2 separate regions of the Oryctolagus cuniculus genome follow, and region 1 is linked to region 2. The links are chromatin contacts, called in public Hi-C maps. All regions are on one chromosome and are shown on one strand. The core of a region is the stretch at or near the end of the contact, and the rest is flanking DNA. Distances in the headings are between cores, read along the strand shown. Region 1 has its middle 30 kb from the start of INHBB. Region 2 has its middle 13 kb from the start of TMEM185B.

Evidence for each region. Hi-C and Micro-C count contacts between places; a contact is called where the count stands out from the background.
Region 1: a Hi-C map of an unstated tissue shows a contact between it and region 2, with 5 times the contacts expected there. The contact joins two enhancer-like sites. A contact is called at or near these places in 2 of 6 Hi-C or Micro-C datasets (ear pinna and an unstated tissue).

What each region holds. Positions count from the first base shown.
Region 1 is chr3:118,018,292-118,021,369 of mOryCun1.1, forward strand. No RefSeq gene overlaps it. Among named protein-coding and RNA genes, the nearest start is that of INHBB, 30 kb to the right of the region's middle. Within about 2 kb of position 1,565, at least 2 of the 8 cell types and tissues checked have an H3K27ac peak or open chromatin away from gene starts, as enhancers often do.
Region 2 is chr3:117,931,486-117,934,604 of mOryCun1.1, forward strand. No RefSeq gene overlaps it. Among named protein-coding and RNA genes, the nearest start is that of TMEM185B, 13 kb to the right of the region's middle. Within about 2 kb of position 1,531, at least 2 of the 8 cell types and tissues checked have an H3K27ac peak or open chromatin away from gene starts, as enhancers often do.

The sequences.
Region 1 (3,078 bases), core at 315-2,814, 87 kb after region 2:
GAAAAGAGTTTTTGACAGCTCTTTGAAAATGTCTGGCATCTCAGTTTTCTGAAGCAACAAAAAGGATTTTTTAAAAAGATTTATTTATTTAAAAGGCAGAGTGATTTGAAAGGGGTGGGGGGAGAGAAAGAGAGAGAGAGAGAGATTGAGAGATCTTCTATCTGGGTTTATTTCTCAAATGGCTGCAACGGCCAGGGCTGGGCCAGACCAAGGCCAGGAGCCTGGAACTCCAGCTGGGTCTCCCACATGGGTGCAGGGGCCCAAGCACTTGGGTCATCTTCCACTGCTTTCCCAGGCTATAGCAGAGAGCTGGATAGGAAGTGGCGCAGCCGGGACTCGAACCGGCACTCATGGGTTGCAGGCATCGCAGGTTGCAGTTGAACCTGTTGACGCGGACCAGGAAGGGCAGTTTGACGCCGCCTGTGAGGACTCTGCCCCTCTCTCAAGCGGAGAGTCACCTGGGTCTTCTCATCTCAGAAAAGGAGGGAGGCGCCAGCCCCTCCCTCAGTGGGGAAGGCTCTGCCTTGGGGGCTGCGACGCAGGCGAGCACTGCAGAGCCGCCCCGCCTGGTGCCACCGCAGCCCTTCACAAGCCGCGTGGCTCCTGCAGCGTCCAGACTTCCTTCTGTTGGAGGCACTTGCTTCTGTGGCTCTATGGCTTCGGAGAGAGCTGCCGGACAGGGACAGGCACCCAACACCAGCCTGGGGGGGGATCGCTCAGTGCCTGGGGCAGTGCCTGCCCCCCAGTGCACTTCCCCTGGGCCCCGCCCTTCCCCTGCCCTCGGGGTGCGAGCAAACTGGGCTGGCCATTTTTGCCCAAGTGCCAGGAACTCACCGGGACGGCTGCGGGACTTCCAGTCAACGCTGGCCTGGCCGGAATGTTGCATTCCTCACAAACACTCTGGTTCTCAGAAATGCTAATTGGCTTTCCAGAAACTGAGGGCCGGAGTCCACCCCTTGGCTGTTCAGAGAGCTCATCGGACCATTGTATGTATGTACTTTTTAAAAAGATTTTTATTTATTTATTCGAGAGACAGAGTCACAGAGAGACAGAGGGAGAGGTCTTCCTTCCATCCGCTGGTTCACTCCCCAAATGGCCACAGCAGCTGGGGCCGAGCCAGACTGAAGCCAGGAGCCAGGAGCATCCTTCGGGCTTCCGTGTGGGTGGCAGGAACCCAAACACTCGCGCCAGCACTGGCTGCTTCTCAAGCGTGTTATGGGGCGCTGGATTGGCGGCAGAGCAGCTGGGACTCGAAGCTGCCCCGGGACTCCCCATGGGGGGTGCCGGTGTTACAAGTGGTGGCTGAACCTGCCGCACCACAACGCCTGCCCCCAGAAGATTTGCGTTTTAATCCAGCATTTTCTGAGCACTTAGAACAGGAAACTTATTTTTTTTTTAATTAAGAAAAAAATGGAAGCAAGACGTGAACACCCTATAGATAACAGTACTTGGCAAGCGCTGTGTGTGTGCGCAGGCGCGGCTCATGCTGGGAGTTTCTGTTAGCCCTGGAAAGGCCCCGCTGCTGGATGCTGCTGCCTAAACCCAGGGAGCGGGTTCCTTTAAGAGGAGACTGCTTTTAGAAATACATCTGCTGCTTTGATATAAACTTCTCGCTCCTTACGTTTGCATGATTTGTCTGGAACAGAAGCACTAGCTTTCCTCTTTCAGTTCACGGCAGATAGGCCAGAAAACCGAGTGGGTGTTTGGCAGTAGCGGTTAAGGCGTTGCTGGGGATGCTTGCAACTCGTGTCGGAGGGCCTGGGTTCAAGTCTCGGCTCTGCTCCCAATGCCGGCTTCCTGCTAATGCGCACCCCGGTAGGCAGTGGGCAATGCCTTGAGTGCCTGGGTCTCTGCCACCCATGTGGGAGACCCAGATGGAGTTCCTGGCTCCTGGCTTTGGCCTGACCCAGCCCTGGCTGTTGTGGGCATTTGGGGGGAGGGAACCAGTGGATGGCAGATTCTCTCTCTCTCTCTCTCTCTCCCTCTCCCTTTCAAATAAATAGAATAAGTAAATGCCATTTTAGCAAACAGAGCTTCCTAAGCTGGAAGGTGCTTCAGGGTCATCTAACCCTTCTCCTGAGCTCTGTAGGCAGACCTCTCCCTTTGGATTCTGGCCGCCCCTTCCCAAGTTCGTACACACACACACACACACACACACACACACTGCTTGACCCCTTCCCACCGCTTCCTGTAAAGTGAGAGACGGGCATCTCTGGCCACACTTTAGGGGGTTCTCCCAGGTCGAAAACTTTCAGGTGTTTCTCAGCACAGAGACCCCTCCTCCAATTCATTTTGGTGTAAAGGGTCATTGCACAGGAAAATGGCATTTCAGCACGTCGGAGCTACGCCCAGGCACAGCCTGCCCTTTTTTGGGTAAACACCCAGCGCCACCTAGCGGCTTCGAGAAAGCGCCTTTTTTTTTTTTTTTTTTTTTTTGGCTTAGCAAATGTGGTGGGGGCCGGTCTCCCCCTGGGTGGTGAGGGCAGCAGCATCCGATGGATCGCACCTTGCAAACCGGTTCCGTGCGGACAGCGCTTGCCTGAATCACTGCCTTGAAAAGGCTCCAAGTGCAGTTGTTTGGTTTAATGACCTGCGTTATTACAGGCTTTGGGTGCAGTGGGTGTGCCAAGAAAAAGGGTGAACAATGCAGGCTCTCTTAAGGAAGTTTCCCCCCGTGCAAAGCTGGGCAGACAACATAAGCCCCACTGTTGCGGAGGGCCGGCGGTTTTCGCTCGCATTTTTACGGCATTAATCAATTTGCATTGTAATTGAGAGGAAGCCGTTCCCACACTCAGCTCTGTTTACTGAGAAAGGCTTTGGAAAGCGGAGAGGAAGCCAGGAGCTCCACAGGCGACCGCTTCCTCCACGTGCAACGGGAGCCTCGAAAAAGCACGGAGACCTTGACGTTGACACACATTCCCGCTGGTGTCCACAGCGGCCCCGGCCTTCTGGGCTGCTATCGGAGGATATGGCCTTTATCTGCTCTTAGCCCAAACAACTGACCTCAGCCACGAGGGAGGGGGCATAATGCGCCCTTGGCCGTCTGGGTGGAGCCTGGACCCTGACCTGGGACCTGTC
Region 2 (3,119 bases), core at 281-2,780:
AAGGAGCAGGCAGGTGGGTAATTGGCCTAGCAGTGGAGCCTACGACCTGTCCATATCAGAGTGCCCCGGGTTCAAGTCCCAGCTCTGCTCCCAATTCTAAATAAACACCTGGGATGGGTCCCTGCCTTCCACGAGGGAGACCTGGCTCCTGACTTTGCCTTTGCCCAGCTCTGGTCTTTGTAGATATTTAGAGAGTGAGCCAGTAGTTAGAAAATCTCTCTCTCTCTCTCTCTCTCTCTCTCTCTGATCCTCTCCCTCTCAAAAAAAGTAAAATAAAGTTAAAAAAAAAGTTTTAAATGGTTAATATGGCAACTTCCATGTTATATAAATATTTTACTACACCCACCCAGCTGCTTGATTCGGGCCCATGAGACGGGAGGAGAAACCTACTGAAGGGCTCCCGGGAGAAATTCTCCAGTGAGAGCTGACCTGTGAGAGGCCAACCGGAGGGCAGCAGCAGAGAGGGAGACACGCAGGGCCCTGGTGCAGTCCTGAGGCTGTGGGCCCCTGGAGAGGAAGCCAGTCCCATCTGGAACTTACAGGTATGTAAGATGTTGGTTTTCTTATCTTCACCAAAACAATAAACCCCAAAGAAATAAAACAAACAAACAATAAACCTTAGCTTCTTCGGTAGAGCTGCAGATCCAAGAAAAAAAAATAAGGATCACTGCAAGGTCCAATTAAAAATCGCCCAACTGAGACGAGGGCATTGCAGCGGAATCTCTGTATTCCCGCATCTCCGTCAGGAAGCGGCGGGCAGGATTCCGAAAGAGCCGTCCCTGCCTCCCAGACTGCCTGTGGGGACCACGGGGATGGGAGAGTGTGAGGAGTGTTCCAGAAAAAGGGCCTACGGGGCACCGCGGGGTCAAGCTGTCCCTTCCTGGCCGGGCACCGGGATGGGCCGAGGGGCTCTGAGCACTCTTGGTTGTCAGGTCTGTGGGAGCCACGGTCCAGGTGGCGCTGCTCAGCCCTCCCCGCGGCTGGAGTCGGGAGGCCCCGGGGCCCAGCCCACAGCCCCACGGAGAACCTGCCAGTGACAGGAAGTCAGTCCCGGGCGTGGCAGGACTTCCTGCCTGGGCGTGCCCGCTGAGGCCGGCCCAGCCTCTCCTTCCCCTTCTCAAGGTCCCCTGGCCATCCATTTCCCACGCTCTGCCCCTGCCCTTGACCTGAGCCCAATCCAGCCATACACACACACACACACACACACACTCACACACAGAGCAGGATGGTCCCTGAGCCAGAAGGGGGCGTACCGGGTCTTCTTGGGGTGGCACAGGGGATGGGAAGGGGCTGCTGGCATTGGCCCAGGTGCCCATGCCCCCTGCACTGAGGCCTAGGCGATCCACAGAGGGCTGTTGACCCTGGTATCACGTGGGGCCTGCACGGGAGACAACCTGTGGCTGCACCAGACGGGGTGCAGGCAGCAGAAGCCACCACTAGGGGAGGCTGCAGAGCTAGGCGCTACCTGGGCGGGGTGGGGGTGGGGGGAGGAGGCTGTGAGGTCTCAGCCCCAGCCCTGCCAGCAGGTGCCTGTCCAGGCCAGGCTCCCCACAGGAGCCGGCTGCTCAGAAGGCCAGCCCAGGCCGTGGCCCTGGGGGAAGCTCCCCCTGGCTCACGGGGCCCACATGCCCCGGGCAGAGGCTGCTCTGCGCAGCGAGACGGGCACACCCAAAGGGCACTGGGCAGAGCTGTGCTGCTGCTGGCCTGACACTTTCACTTTCTTTTTTGGCTTCATAGGGGGTGGGAGCAGTGGACGCCAGGGGCCTGGAACTGCACCTGCTGCAGCTCGGTTCCCTCTGAGCACCGTGCTACACACATGGTGAGGTGCCGGGGGGCCGCAGTACAGATCTGTCCACAGGGGGCCTGGCCAGCCTTCACCTGTCTCCTCCCATGGCCTCAGAACCTTGGTCCCCACTGCCACTTCTGGTGGCTGCACTGTCCTGCCCTGCCCTGGCTCTGAGTCCATGCCCCCGCCCAGGGCCTTCTGGGGGCTCCTCAATCCTTGCTCCCCTCCACCTCCCTTTCCTCTGTCCCAGCTTCGCTCTCCTCATTCCCTTTGGACAATCCAGGAGCAGACTCGGGCTGGCACAGAGGCTCCCATTCATTCATTCATTCATTCATTTTTTTTCTTTTTAAAAAAAGATTTATTTATTTGACAGGCAGAGTTACAGAGAAGCAGAGAAAAAGAGAGAGAGAGAGAGAGAGAGAGAGAGAGGTCTTCCATTTATTGGTTCACTCCCCAAAAGGCCACAACAGCCAGAGCTGAACTGATCCAAAGCCAGGAGCCAGGAGTTTCTTCCAGGTCTCCCATGTGGGTGCAGGGGCCCAAGGACTTGGGCCATCTTCTACTGCTTTCCCAGGCCATAGCAGAGAGCTGGATCGGAAGAGGAGCAGCAGGGACTCGAACCGGCGCCCATATGGGATGTCAGCGCTGCAGGCAGTGGCGTTACCCACTACACCATAGTGCTGGCCCCCATTTGTTTTTTAAGGTGCAGTATACCAGGCCCATCTGAAACCCGGGAGAGAGCAGCCCTGGTCCCGCCCTTGAGGAAGGGGACAGTCCTGCCAAGAAGTCAGAGACATAGCAGCAGGGCGTGTCAAGGCAGCAGAGCAAATGCTGAGTCAGAAGCCAGAGACACCCTTGCCCATCCCCCAAAGAGTGAGGCTGTCCAGGAAAACTGCCTGGAGGAGGTGGCCTGGGATTTACTGGCAGCTGGCTGGGCCCTGGCCCGGTGAGTTGTGTTTCTATAAATAGAGATTTGGATACAGAGATGTAGACATGAGGGAGAATCCCTGTAGTGACTGAGCGTAGCCTGCAGTGACACAGTGACAGACAAGGGACACCAGAGGCCACAGAAGTGGAGAGAGAGAAAAGGCAGGCTCCTCCGGGGACTGTCAAAGGGGCTGGGGTCCCGCAGACTCTGGGCTTCAGCCACCTAGTCAGTGCCGCTTGGTCACAGCCACGAGCGTCCTGGTTATGTGCCTGGGTGAGCCACCTTTGACTCTGCCTCTGTCCCTTGTCCCTGCACCTAGGGCTTGGGGTGTGTCTGTTGGTGAGTGACCTGGGGAGGCAGGGCGAGAGCCCATGCCCAGAGCTCCCTCCTTTACCTACCGGGTAC